2 separate regions of the Mus musculus genome follow, and region 2 is linked to region 1. The links are chromatin contacts, called in public HiChIP or PLAC-seq maps. All regions are on one chromosome and are shown on one strand. The core of a region is the stretch at or near the end of the contact, and the rest is flanking DNA. Distances in the headings are between cores, read along the strand shown.

Evidence for each region. HiChIP or PLAC-seq counts read pairs in DNA pulled down with a chosen protein or histone mark.
Region 2: a contact with region 1 is called in an H3K27ac HiChIP or PLAC-seq map of embryonic stem cells, with 6 times the contacts expected there. The contact joins the enhancer-like site here to the promoter of Cdc42ep4 in region 1. A contact is called at or near these places in 4 of 39 promoter capture datasets (the 3T3-L1 cell line, embryonic stem cells and liver), 1 of 484 Hi-C or Micro-C datasets (liver) and 5 of 115 datasets of contacts at active chromatin or transcription factors (embryonic fibroblasts, embryonic forebrain, embryonic stem cells and 1 more).

The regions. Positions count from the first base shown.
Region 1 is chr11:113,750,448-113,753,453 of GRCm38.p6, reverse strand. Cdc42ep4 (CDC42 effector protein (Rho GTPase binding) 4) reads left to right here and starts at 1,639. Exons shown (of 2, transcript NM_001163346.1): 1 at 1,639-1,766.
Region 2 is chr11:114,691,405-114,694,498 of GRCm38.p6, reverse strand. All of the region lies in intron 3 of Ttyh2 (tweety family member 2), which reads right to left. Among named protein-coding and RNA genes, the nearest start is that of Ttyh2, 17 kb to the right of the region's middle. Within about 2 kb of position 1,723, at least 35 of the 459 cell types and tissues checked have an H3K27ac peak or open chromatin away from gene starts, as enhancers often do. A contact at or near this core is called in embryonic stem cells and liver, where this site is marked.

The sequences.
Region 1 (3,006 bases), core at 390-2,889:
CCTCGAACTCAGAAATCCGCCTGCCTCTGCCTCCAGTGTGCTGGCATTAAAGGCGTGCACCACATTGCCTGGCAAGAGATCCTTTTATAGTGAGTCTGGCACACCTGGCTGTTGCCAGGTAACTATGGGGTGGAGCCTAGAAGGAATGTCAACAGGTGCTGTACCCATTTGAGAGATGGGAAGGCTTGTGGGCCAGTGAGGGGCAGAGTTGAAAGCCAGAGGCAACACAACTCTCTCCTACTGGTTTGCCCTAGTGCCCTGTTACAGCTACCTCTGACCCACAGACCTGACTCCGACACTGTTGTCTATTCTAAACCACATTTCTCTTTCATCTTGACAACCTCCAGGTGAGGGACCCATACAAGGACAGTCAGAGTAGGGGGAGGAGGTATAAATTCCCCATGGTAACCCAATCACGGTCAGAACCCCAGGGATATCCCCATCCCAAGTTACTTTGGACCCCGTGTTTTAGTTTCACTAATTTTGACATCTCTTTTGGTTGGTGGTGGTGCTGGGCTTGAATTGAACCAGCCTCGTGCTCCGCAGCCGGAACTGGACCCCTAGACCAGACACTGAACTTTTTTTTTTTTTTTTTTTTTTTTTTTTGGTTTTTTGAGACAGGGTTGTTTCTCTGTATAGCCCTGGCACTCACTTTGTAGACCAGGCTGGCCTCGAACTCAGAAATCTGCCTGCCTCTGCCTCCTGAGTGCTGGGATTAAAGGCGTGCACCACCACTGCCCAGCGACACTGACCTTTTAGGTTTGATTTTCACACAATATGGACAGTTTGAAGTTTTCATGGATAGACGGGGAGATGGGGGAGAGGTCGGGGATGGGGTGGGATCCTGAGAGACAGGGTTTCCAGAGGACAGTGAAGGAGCTGAGGGACCGTGAGGCAACTCTGGGGAAAAAGGAGGCTGAGGCCTACACCACCCCACCCCCACTTCCTTTAAGTAGTTAGGGAACTTTCACTTTGGGTTGGCTCCGTTTCCTCTTTATTGACTATTTCGCCCCTGGCTTTTATTGCTTTTAATGATCATTCATAGGTGGGGCTTCCTCTACCCAAGCACGCGGGATTTAATTCCGGGAGGTTCCCTGGGAGGGTACTTAAGAGCCCATGATCACCAGACAGAGCTATCAAAGCCAGGTCACCTTGCTGAAAAGTTCCTCCACTGCTCAGACCGGGTCTGGACTCGGGCGGACCTGCTTCTCCCGCCCTCCAGATGGAGAGGGAATCCACGGAGCCCAAGCTCCTGCTCGTGGTCCAGAAGTGGGTAACGTCCTGGAGGGAGTTGTTTTCTTACCATTGTTCAAAACTGGAAGAGCCAAGAGAGAGCTTCCCCTTGGTTCCTGGGGAGGGGATGTGCTCCTGTTTCTGCGGACCGCACGTCGGTTCCGCGGCAGAGCACTGGGGGCTGTGGGGCGCGACTCCTCAAAGCAAGACCTGCTCTGTCTACCCTACTAGGAGCTTGTGGGGGGCGTCTCAGGCTTTTAGATTTGAACCTGGGAGGCCAAGCAGCCGAGTTGAGTTCCGTGGCAGTCATTGGCTGCTGCGACGGAGTGACATCAGCGCGGAGGGAAATGGGAGGGAGGGCTGGGAGGAGCCTGGGAGGGGAGTGTCCTAGCTTCTAGCACACTCGGAGCCCCGGGAGCCAGAGGAAACAAACGCCGGCGCTGCCATGGGTCGCCAGCCTTGCCGAGGCGCCAAGCACACCGAGGGGAGCGTACAGCCGCACCTGGTCCGCGCTCGGGGAGCTGGGGACCGAGGTAGGCGACGAGCATCCGTTTGTGGCCCAGTGGCCGCGTGAGGCCTGGGTAGGCTCGAGACCCCTGGTGACGTGGAGAAGGTAGAAAGACCCGGGGATGGGGAAGATGAGGACCTAGGAGCAGGGCGCGCGCGCACACAAACACACCCCTCTGTGCCCAGCGTGGGTAGGCATGCCTGGGACCAGACCCAGAGTCACATACCGTGTCCCAGAAAATCATTTGCGGAGGAGGGGGTAACAACAGGGCTCAGCGTCGCCAGTACGCCCCGATCTGGCCACGGGGACTGTTCGGGGTGGGGTGAGTGGGCAGGTTTTAAAGGTCCACCCCCTCGCGCAGGAATGGGGTGTGTGTTGCCGTGGGCAGGCACACAACAATCGGCGGCGGTCGCCCCGAGGGGGGCGTGTGCGCACAGACTTCTCCATGAATAACCGCTGAGTTCGTCGGTAGTGGTAGAGGGGTGTACGCGTGCTCTCCCGTGTACACACACTGCTTTAGGCGCCACCCGGTGTCGCCCGGCCGGGGAGAAAGGAGGGCAAGAGCCGGCTGGAAGGCAATAGCCTAAAGAGCAAATACTCCCCGCCCGTCGGAGCCCTTCCTTCTCCCGCCCCGCCCGCCTCCCTTGGAAGACTTGGAGGCCAAGGCCGCAAGAGGCGCAGGGTGGGGCTGGGCCGAGCTGGCGGTCCCTTAGAAACCTGGGACGAGGCTTTACGCGGGGGGACCTGCGCGCGCGCCCGGTACGTCCGAAGCATGGGGCTCGAGGCTTTTTCAGGGGCGAGTAGGTAGCGGTTGGTTAATGATTTAACCGCTGGCTTGGGACGTTGAAGGCTGCGATCCTGATCTCTGGCTCCTCCCCATTCCTGGAGCGCCCCCAGCCGGAGGAACAAATCTGCCCTCCTGTGTCTGTGGCGTCGTCTGCTGGAGCTGCCTTTCCCCTTTGGGGGACCCCTGGTTGCTGTGGGTGAGTGTCCTAGACTGGCGGGGTGGATGGCGGTTGAGCTTCCTGGGAACAGACCGTAGGACTTGCGTGTGTGCCTGCGGGGGGAGGGGCGCTCCCTCTCTGTTAACTCAAACCAGGTTCCTTGTGTTTGCCCAATGAAATACTGCGGCCTGGGCTTCGGAAGTTTTCTTTTTCTCCCGGGGAGAATGAAAAGGAAATACAATGCTTTCTCTTTTCTTCTTGGCTGGGAACTTCTCCCTCCCCCCCCTTCACCCACCCTCCAACAGTCTCACCTCTTGCAAT
Region 2 (3,094 bases), core at 474-2,973, 940 kb before region 1:
ATATCTGTCCAACTCTTATGCTGATTAAGGGTTATTGTAAATATAAAGATGGTGTCTTTTATCCAGATACTAAATGGTCAAAGGCAGGGTAGAAACCCTGGATAGGGATTAAAAATTTCTACAACATTGGCTCCCCCAGCCTGCAAGAGAAAAATCCCTGCAGAGGGGCAGAGGAGGAGGGCACAGCAACGAAGCCCATAGGAGAGAGGTCTGAGCTCGGGGAATCATGGGAACTTCACATCAATCTTGCGGCTTTTCATGCCTTCCCTACAGGGTGACTTCCTGATTCTAGAACAAACCATGGCTCCCTGTTTCCGTGGGTGTCAGCACCTCTTCCGTTTTCTGGCTTTTGTTGGGTTCTTAGGAGGTAGTGACAGATTCAGAGACACCAAGACAGAGACAGATATGACTGGGCTTGCTGGCTCGTGCCTGTAGAATCCTAATAATTGGGAGGCTGAGGCAGGAGGATTACCTTGAAGTCAAGACCAGACTGGGCCACAGATGAGCTCTTGTCTCAAAAAAAACAAAACAAAACAAAACAAAACAAAACCAAAAAACAAACCAAAAAACCAAAAACCAAAACAAACAAAAATAAAAGTCCTCCCTTTCCTGGAGGTGGAGGGGCACACAGCTTTGGGAGGCAGAGGCAGGTGAATCTCTGCAGAATGAGTTATAGGACAGCTAGGACTACACAGAAAAAAAAAAATGTCTCAAAAAACGAAAACCAACAAAACAAAAGGAAAAGAGGAGCCGAGAATGAGCATGTAGCTCATTTGATAGAATGCTTGGCCAGCCGGCACGAGGTCCTGACTTAGAGCCAAGGCATCCAACACATTGGGCATTGTATTGAACACTGTAGTCCCAGCGCTCAGCAGCAGGACCAAGAGTTCAAGGTCATCCCTTGGCTATACTGGGAGCCAGCCTGAGCTATCTGTGACTCAAAAAACAAACATGAAGAAAATAAGTGCCTCCCACAAACAAACAAAACCCCAAGGAAAAAAACACAGAGAATTTAAGATTGTAAGGAATAGCCAGGTGTGGCGGCTCACAGCCTGGGCTATACACACAGCCTGGGCTACACAACACAGGATGCGCTACACTTAGAATTCCAGGACAGCCAGAGCTCGTAGAGAGACCCTTCCTGTGCTGAAAAACCAAAACAACAAAAATTAGAGAAGAATAGGCCAGGCATGGTGTCCAAGGCCTGGATTCTGAAAGCTCAGGAGGTTGAGGCTAGAGGATCAGGTTCTAAGATAGTCTGGGTCACATCGTAGAACCTTGAACTAGAGAAAAAAAGAAGAGAAACAAAGCCACAAGACAAAAAACATCTGTCAAGTCCATTTTCTTTTTTTTCTTTCTGGTATTGTTTCATGGGAAGAGATGATAGATACATGCTAGGTAGACAGACAGACAGACAGGTGTTAGAGCACATCACAACAAGGGCCTCCCTGTAGCTCTGTGCTTGCTCACATGGGTCCTAGTCTTTGCCCTTCAAGAAGACAGGTGTGATGCCCCGGAGATGGGCTGTGGCTTTCTCTTGGGAGCTGAAGATGAAGGAAACAGCTCAGCTCTTCCACCAGGTGGGCACCCAGGCCAGAGAGAAGGAAGGTCTTTAAGGACAAGGGTGTAGCTTTCAAATTGCGGTCCCCAGGCAAGCAGCATCGCTAAGGATCTCATTACAAATGCAAATTTTCAGCTTGCCTCAGAAGATGAACTGGAGCCCAGCAGGGCGGGCCTGGCGCCCCGGGGGCTAACAAGCTCTCAGGGAGATTCTGACCTCTGGGAGGGATCACCAGGTCCTGGGTGTGGGTGGACCGGGTCAAGAGGAACACTGGCTCAGATTCAGGGAGGTAGTAGGGAGGAAAAGGACCCAAGGACTGGGCTTTGTGTTCTTCCTCCCTCAGTTTCTCCACCCAGCAGTTTCCCACAGGCCTACTATGGGCTCAGGATGGTGGGGGTCTCTAGCCAAGAGAGGAGCATACAGAGGGTCCTTGGTCTTTGTGTTTAGGGGCAGCCCTGGAAGGGTCTCTTAGTTGACCATGGCTGCTACATCTGGGCTCCATCAGGGCCTGGCTTTATGATCTGGGCTGTTGGATGAGTCTCCATCCTGACTCTGCCACCCACAGCCTCCCACAACCTGAGCACCTCCACTTCATGGTGATTGCAGTAATTATTATAATGACGCCATTATCTTAATTCCTGAGGGAGAGAGCACTCTATAGTTTACCCGGCACTTTCTCCGGTGGTAATTCACCTGATGCCATTTAGCCATTTACCTGCAATTTGGACCCCACCCCTTGGATGAGGGGGGAAGGCCCTATAAAGGATCTATCATCTTCCTGCAGGCCTCAGGCCAGAGACTGTCAGGTACCCATCTTGAGGCCTTCCCCACCCTCTTAGATAAAAAGGGCAGATGCTACCATAGCAGGCAGCCCCACCAAGGAGCCCCAGGACAATTATCTTACGTTGCAGCAACAGCCAGATGGTAAGGGGCTGTCTCCAGGGACAGGGTGAGGGTAAGGTCACACAGCCAAGTGTTCAAACCTGGCTCAGGAGGGCAGGGAGCCTAGAGCTGGTTCCTAGATACCAGCAAGTTCCTCCCCAGAGATAAAGACTAGAGTTTTCCCAACAGTGAAGGTCATAGCTTTGGGGCTTTCCAGCATGCGGGCTTCTCCCACTTCCAAGGCCGATGGTGGCTAGGGACAGAGAGACAGGGTAATACCAAATAAACAGAAGGTGTCCTTGGGGACTTGGCCCCCATCAGGACAGAGTTCCCAGGGACCAGCTCCCACAAATCCTGAGCAGTGCACATCTGAAGCACCACAGCCTGTGTTTTTTTTTTTTTTTTTTTTTTAGGTGAGAGTTCCTGTCCCTGCCCCACCCCCAGGAGCTGATGGAAGGATTAGATCCCCAGAGGAGCTCAAAGGAGCATGTTGGGGGGTGGGGGCGGGGGTCAGATGATGTTGAGTCCTCCCTTGGGAGGACGCCAGGTCACCAGTTCCTCGAGTTAGGGCTGGCAAATCAAATGTGCCTTTTGCTGGGACCTGTGCTATTCTGGAGGGACCTGGTCCAGAGAGGGTCAGATGCCCAAGGA